Regions from separate parts of the Ovis aries genome. Here region 1 is linked to region 2. A link is a contact called in public Hi-C data. All regions are on one chromosome and are shown on one strand. Each heading gives the region's core, a stretch centred on a gene start, on an enhancer-like site or on the middle of the called end of the contact. The rest is flanking DNA. Distances are from core to core; before and after follow the strand shown. Region 1 holds the start of LOC101105114 (cytochrome P450 4B1). Region 2 has its middle 30 kb from the start of EFCAB14.

Region 1 (3,799 bases), core at 265-2,764, 44 kb before region 2:
GGATCTTCCCGACCCAGGAATCGAACCCGGGTCTCCCACATTGCAGGCAGACACTTTACCATCTGAGCTACCAGGGAAGCCCAGGCCATCCTAAGACAGTTATTTGTAGAGACTTATTCTTGCCTGGGCTTCCCCACTGGTTCAGCAGTAAAGAAGCCGCCTGCCCATGCAGGAGACACAGGTTCGATCCCTGGGTTGGAAAGGTCCCCTGCAGGAGGGCATGTCAACCCACTCCAGTGTTCTTGCCTGCAAAATCCCATGGACAGAGGAGCCTGGCGGGCTACAGTCCATAGGGTCACAAAGAGTCAGACACAACTGAGTGACTAATCACATTCTTGATCCCACCCAGAGGTAAGGCTTATCCTGAGTGTCAATCATGAAGGAAAGGTAATTCCCTAGACTCCTGGGAAAAGTTTACTCAGGACATAGTAGAAATCTAAATTCCTCCCTCAAAACCTTACCCTTTGGCAGCTATACCTACTTTCCCAAGCCTGGCTGCAGATCAAAACACTTTGGGGATGTTTTTAAACTCAGACCCCCTAGCTCCAAAATGTTAGAGTCTTCAGGGCTCAGAGGCCAAGGAATCTGCTCCTCCCAGTTGATTCCAATGCAGCTGTCCTTTTCTATGTGTTCAGAAACCTCTACTCTAGATCCTCATGGAGGTAGGAACTAAGAGCTCTTCCTGACATTGAGTGCTAAGGGTCCCCACTACCCTGAGATAACTGGGAAAGATGAGTCAGAATCTGAACCCAGGAAGATGCCTAGCCCCTGACCCAGTTCATAGGCATGGCAGGGAGAACTCCACCTCTGGGAGCACCAATTTTTAAATGGTTCAACAGGTCTCTTAGGTGAGAGCACTTGTCCCTGCCTTCACTTCCGTTTTCTGCCCTAAAAAGGGAATTTTTTACAGTGGACAGAACAAGAGGATACTGGTTAAGTTCTAAATAAGATTGCCTAGTTGGATCAAACTATCCAGGAAATTTTTTTCCCCAGGTTATCCCTGAGTCCTTAGCAGAGCTCTGTCTGAACCTTGGGCCTCAGAATGATGGGGAGGAGTCTGTGGCCCTTCTGAGTCCCAGCTTTTAAATTCCACCCCCATTCCCCACCCTCACCTGAGGCAAGCTTGGAAAGTGAGAGTGAGGGGGAGACCCATTGGGAAAGATGAACGGGAATCACGGCTCACAGAACCCCATTTCTCTGCCCAAGCATAGGATCTCTTGCCATGGCCCCCAGCAGGTTAGGCCAGACTCCCAAAGGGAAAGGAGGCTGGTTTCTTTCTCTATCCTCTGCCCAGTCACTTACCTCAAGGGCATGCCCAAAAAGCCAGTGGGTGGGGGGCCCTGAGAATCTGTCCATAGCTCTGGCTAGCATCTGCCTCCGCAGCAGCAGCCGAGTGAGCTTAAGGAAGACTAAGACTGAGACCAGTCCAAAAGCCCACAGGCTCAGGTGGGAGAGACTCAGGGAGAGCAAAACAGGCACCATGGCTGGAGTCGCAGTCGCCCAGGTTTCTGTCTGCCTCCTACTACCCTCAAGTTCCCTTATACTATGAGCCCAGGCACCCTGCCAGCTCCCACTCCAGCCACGCCCTGCAGTCAACAACAGCCCAGGCTGGGCTGAGCTCCATGGGCAGAGACAACAGTCCCCAAATGCACAAACAGAGGAGACAGCCTGGTTGATTTCTACCAAAACTCAAATGAAGAAAACTAGATAGTGGGCTTCAAAGAAACGAGGCAATGTGTTCCTTAGAGGAACAAACAGAAGGCAGTTCTTGGCATGATCACTGGCGTAATAATGACTACCTTTTCATGCAAGCTACCTTGGATGCTTCAGATACTTGTCACACACTATCTCATTTAACCCAAACAAGGTCAGAAAAGTTTGTACACACAAGTTTGTGTTATAATCTTGGGAGTGGAGTTGGCCTTTCTCTGACCTAGGCTCTCCCTTCTAGGGCTTGAACCTTGCTCCTGAAGATGACTCAAAAGAAAAAAAAAAAGGACTTAAAGAATCATGAGCCTGACATAAATGCAAGCTCTCCCAGCAGTCCGTGTCCAAAGGGAACAATGGAAGCTCTCTAGCAAGAAGGCACAAGCAAGCTAAGCCTCAGTTTCATTATCTGGAAAGTGAGTTTAAAAAGCAAGTACTGATGACCGTGTTTAAGTTAAATGAGATAGTGTGTAACATTCAAGGTAACTTGTGTGAAAAGGTGGTGATTATTACGCTGATGGCTACACAACTCATCACACACCCTGCTGTTCACACGGTGGCTGAAATCTGGCAACCATCCTCACTTCTAGCACCAGAGAGAGGTCACCACATTGCCAGAATCAGAGACTCGCCAGCATTCAATTCCTAGGCCCTGATCCTACCAGCTACCCCTTGCGCTACCTTGGCAGTGTGATTCTTGAAACCAAAACGTGCCGTCCTGGAGCTCTCATTGGCTATGCCCTCAAGGACCCAGTAGAAAATGTCAACTGCAAAGAAAAACTTAGAGATAACCTCCAATCCAGTAGTTACCTGGGTTAAAGAGATGGAGACATTGAGCCTCTGCCTTTATACAAATGCTTTTCAAAAGGTCTTCTCCTCCAGAAAGCCTTCCTCCACACACCCTTCCTCCATTTCAGAAACACAAACTAAAGACAGTCTTCTAACCATCTGCAACTCTTCTTGGGTTTGTTCACATTTTGCCTTGCAGCAATTGTCTTATCTAGAATGCTTGTCTTGGCCTCAAATCTCCCCATTCTGCTGTGTCAGAGACTGAGCTGGTCTTTTCTTTCGTTTGCATGGCTGAGCCAGAACAGACGAGATACAAGCATTCAGTGAAACCTGGGATCAGGTGGATGAGTGAAAGGATGGACACCCTGGAGGGTTCTGCAGGCCCTGGGTTTTACTGGAGTTAGGAGAATATTGGCAGCATGCACCCACTGCACTGCCCCACTTTTACCCATAGCTCAGTAAATCTTCAAGGGAGGCTTTGTATCCGGGTTCTCTCCTCTTCCCCAGCACCCAGCACAGTAGACACTTAAATAATTGTTTGTTGAATGAATTTTGAAGGGATTGGCTATTATAGTGGGAGATAAGGGGAAGAGAAAGTGAGAAAAGGTTGATTGACCAATGCAAAATATACTGGAACTGCCATATTGGTACCTCTCTGGACAGTGAATTTGGCCCCTCTTGTGGCTGGGTCCCAGGGATCACTGCCTAGTGAGGAGCCCAGAGCTCACGACTGTCCTCAGCCTAACGCTTACTATGCTTGCTTCAATTTCCTAGGGGTGTCAGACATATAGAATGAGTGGTAAGTGTGAATTCTTGATAGGAGTGAGGAGGGATCAGATGACATCCAAGCAAAGAAAAGTTGTGTCTAGAACAATAGTCCTCCATCCTGATTCACACTGGAATCACCTAGAGAGTTTCAGAAACATCTGATGTCCTGGATGCATCCCTACCTCTGAGCTCACCCGCATCTGTCTTCTGCTCACATGGCCTTCTTCGTGGGGTTGTGGTGAGGATCCTGAGAGCATGACAATGGTCTGTGCTCGTTGCTGGTTCTCTGCTACAGTCAGAGCCCGAAGTGAGTTGGGGGAGGCAGGGGGGATGGCTCCTCAACCTGGTATCTGGGACTCCCAGATCTGTGTGGTCAGCCCAGCTCCTTCCACTTGTGCTGTGTTTGCTCATGAGCAACCCCAACCAGCTCTGGCCAAGTATCTTGGTCCTGAAAGTGTGAGATATAGGGGAGGCAAGTGTGAAGCATATGGATGGGGAGGGCAAGAGGAATGTGACAGGGCTGGGATGGATCAAA
Region 2 (3,892 bases), core at 1,156-3,655:
GACTGAGATACATTTCCACCACCTGTAGGAAGAGCATTGGGGAAAGAAAAGAAGTTTACATGTAGAGAAATGATCTTTCATTTCTTGCAGCCTTACATTTATGGACTAACACTGTGATGGTTGGATGGCTGCCTATGAAAACAAGAACTAATGCAACTGAAGAGGGAGGGGAGGACTGAGAGTGAGAAGAGAGCCCCACAATGAGGGCAGAAGGCCTTGCTTGTAGAACCAGCAAAAATCCCCTGTGGAGTGCCTGTGAATCTTCCCTAATGGGAGTCTAATATTCAAATTCAAGTTCTCATTTGTCCTGATCTTTGCTGCAGCTCCCCTCTGCAGCCCCAAGTTGTTGATATCATCCAGCACATGTACTAACCTTGCATGAGTGATGCTTTGTGGGGATGAAGGAGGAGGCGCAATGGCGCGTGTGGACCCAAGCAGCACAGAGAGAGGATGGTGCTACCAGGATGCAGCATGGTGGCAGCCAGACCTCCTAGGGCTGGAGTCCTCTCAAGGGCTTCCTCATTCGAACGTGACAAACCTAGCACTCGCATTTGTCACCTGGGGCCCCAGTTAAGGCTGTTGGCCAGAACACCTGCACATGGCCTCTTCGTGTGGCCTGGGCTTCCTCACAGCGTGGCAGCTGGGTTCCAAAAGCAAGTAGGAAAGAGAGCCTGATAGAAGCTCTATCATCTGGTACACTCTAGCCTCAGGAATCAAATAGCATCACCTTTGCCTCTTTCCAGCTTTTTGGTTTTTGCTTTTGCTTTTTTGGCCATGCTGCATGGCATGTGGGATCTTAGCTCCCAACCAGGGATCGAACCCATGTCCCCTGCGGTGGAAGCGTGGAGTCCTAACCACTGGACTGCCAGATAAGTCCCTTGCCTCTTTTTGTTTATGAGAAATAAATCACTGAAGCCAGTCCATCATCAAGGGGAAGGAATTAGACTGCACTTTTCTGATAGGAAGAATTTGTAGACAAGTTTAAGATCACTACAACAACCAGGGAATCACCAAGAGAAACAGAAGCTTCTGAAAATATTGTGCGGGTCATGCTAGTTTTCCACCACGTGTGGAGATGCATCTCAGATGTTTCTATTTGAGTATCAAGGGTAGTGTCACTGCACAGGCTGGAGGACTTTGGGAAACCCAGGGCAATGCTGCTAGTTGCCTGACACCCCCACCCTCAGAAGATAGTAAGCTCACTACTCTCTGCCCTGGGCTTTGAACTACACTGGTGTACACCTGGTACAACTGAAATCATTCGGGGCTTGTTTCCATACCATGCACCTGTTTGTTTAAAATTTGGCAAATGTGTAAAATTTGTGGTGTTCACTGCAATCACTGCTACAAGAGAGTACAGCAATTTGCGGACTCGGGAATGAATATCTGGAATTGACTTCGGGACTGACCAGGACTGTGCTGGACACACACAGAGATGGGTGATGGTTCTTTCCATGATCAAAACTCGACTAAAGCAGACAGTTAAAATCAGCATAGATGGATTGAACCCTGAGCCCCTCCACAGCATGGTTAGTGTCTGAAAGTGAAAGTGAAAAGCAAATCAGACCATAAGTATCACAAACATGTCTGTGAGAAGGAGAGGACAAGGGCAGAAAGTATGAACCAGGTTCTGCTAAAAGGCAGCAGGCTGGCTCAGATAGCTCTGAGGACCTTCCCTCAGGGGAGACCCTGGGGTTTCTGACACTAAATCATTCATCCCATCCCTGAAAAGAGGGCCAAAGAGAAGAAGCTACTTCTGCTGAATCAGCATTTGCCCTTTCACCGAGAAGATGGAAGCCCTAGAACATCAAAGTATGGCTCACCCGCTCTACCTTCACTCCTTACTGTCTCCAACCACACCTGCTCCTTCTCCCTCTCTCCTGACAAATGACAACAAGGGGTGAGTAATGCCAGGAGGCAACAGGGGGTGTCAGCTGCTGCACAGAGATTTACTAGGCTCTTGGCAGACTTTTGGAGAAGGAAGTGGTGGGGAGAGAAGGAAGGAGGGTATGTGTCTCAAAGCTTATGCTCTAAAGTAGGGTATACCTCTGGGCCTGGTGGGATGTGGTGGAGAATGCTCCCTCATTGTGGAAGGGTGTCCAGAGGAAGGGGGAGCCTGACCAGCAGGGATGCTGAAGCCAGTTCTTCCTTCATACCACTTTGCACAACTTTAGAGGTGATCAGAGGAGCAGTAGCCTGAAGCCACAGGCCTGAGCAGGGAAGCCATCTGAGGCTGAGTTCATGCATTCAACAGATATCCAGTAAGCTACTACTATCCTGAGCTACTAATACTAGTGCTTATGGCTGGAGACACAGAGCTATCTCAGACATGGAGGAACTCCCAGAGGAGGGGGAGAGAAAAGTACAGAACAAATCAGGGCAGTCAAGTGTTTCCTGTTGCTGGAACCATGGTGAGGAATTTGTTACAGCTGGGGTAGAAGGGAAGGTCATGGAAGCAGTCCCAGAAGAGGGGTCATTAGAACTGCATCTGGAAAGATAAACAAGCATTCCCTAGCAGAGAAAGTGACATGGATAGCCAAGACCAAAGAGGCAAGGCACAGTCAGCCAGCTGTCAGATAATTCCAGGGGCACATGGCTTGAGGATGGTTCAGACTGAGAGGAGAGGCTGGAGAGGCAGGCCGGGCCCAGAGCATGCCCAGCCTTGCAGGCCAGGCTGAGGACCTGGGGCTTGACTCTAGAGGCCATGGGGAGGACTGAAGGCCATAAAGGAAACTGAAGCATTAGTCACTCTGGCTAACGTGGAGATTAATGTGGGGAGGTGGAAAGACTTGGAGGGAGGAGAGCGGTGAGGAGGGCTGACAAGAGAGGGAGGAGACTTATAGTAGGGCAAAGGCCACTGAGGATCACCTGGATGTAAGACTAGCAGCAGAGGTCAGCAGTCCAGTCCTGTCCATTCCTAGCCCCAAGCTTCTGTTTCCTGTCCCAGCTTTGGATGGAAAATAAGTATTGGAGATAGATTCAGAAAGAAAAGAGCAGGCCTTCCCTGGTGACAACAGTAGATAAGAATCCACCTGTCAATGCAAGGTGCATAAGTTCAATCGCTGGTCCGGGAATATTCCACATGCCGCTGAGAAACTAAGCCCATGTGCCTCAACTACTGAGCCTGCCCTCTAGAGCCTGTGTGCGGCAGCTACTGAGCCTGTGCTCCCCAAGAGAATACACCACAATAAGAAGCCATGCCTGCAACGAAGAGTAGCCTCTGCTCACCACAACTAGAGAAAGCCTGTGCACGGCAACAAAGACCCAGCACAACCAAAAAAATTAAATTAATAAAAGAAAGAAAAAGACATTATGGAAGACTTTGGGCAGTGACAGAATTAGGAAAGGGAAGGCAGGGAGCAGAAATATCTCCTCCTCAAGCTGGAGATCTGCTCTCAGCCCTGTGTGGTGTTCACCCCAAGAAGTAGGATGGCTGGGACGAGTAGGGTGTCTGAGAGGGAGGAGGACCCTGTCTTGACTTCATTCAACAAGTCTGTTCAACAGGCATTTGTCCTGGGCTTGCTAACGGAGACACACCAACTTTTTGGAACCAGTACAGCTGGTTCACATGCCAGGTATACCACTCACTAGCTCCATGGCCGCAGGCAAGTGACTTCATTTCTGAGTCAGTTTCCCCATCCAGAAAATGAATATGGTCATCCCCTCTATGTGCAGCTGTTTTAAAGATTAGAAATAATATATATTATAATAATTGTGGCACATAGTAGGTGTTCGGTAAATGGCAGTCACTATTACTTGCCTAGAACTCTGCAGAGGCTCTGATCATGCAAAGTAGGGTGAACCCAGTCCTGGGCTTCAGAAAGTTCTGCTTCACTGCTTCCCTCTGCTGACCAAAGGAGGCATACTCTGCTAGGGAGAGAATCACAGGATG

Evidence for each region. A called contact is a pair of places that touch in the nucleus more often than the background predicts.
Region 1: a Hi-C map of omental adipose tissue shows a contact between it and region 2, with 2.7 times the contacts expected there. The contact joins the promoter of LOC101105114 here to the enhancer-like site in region 2. A contact is called at or near these places in 4 of 16 Hi-C or Micro-C datasets (liver, mixed tissues, omental adipose tissue and 1 more).

What each region holds. Positions count from the first base shown.
Region 1 is chr1:21,335,775-21,339,573 of ARS-UI_Ramb_v3.0, reverse strand. LOC101105114 (cytochrome P450 4B1) reads right to left here and starts at 1,514. Exons shown (of 12, transcript XM_004001941.5): 1 at 1,303-1,514. The coding sequence starts at 1,482.
Region 2 is chr1:21,292,609-21,296,500 of ARS-UI_Ramb_v3.0, reverse strand. No RefSeq gene overlaps it. Among named protein-coding and RNA genes, the nearest start is that of EFCAB14, 30 kb to the right of the region's middle. Within about 2 kb of position 2,405, at least 4 of the 54 cell types and tissues checked have an H3K27ac peak or open chromatin away from gene starts, as enhancers often do. A contact at or near this core is called in liver, where this site is marked.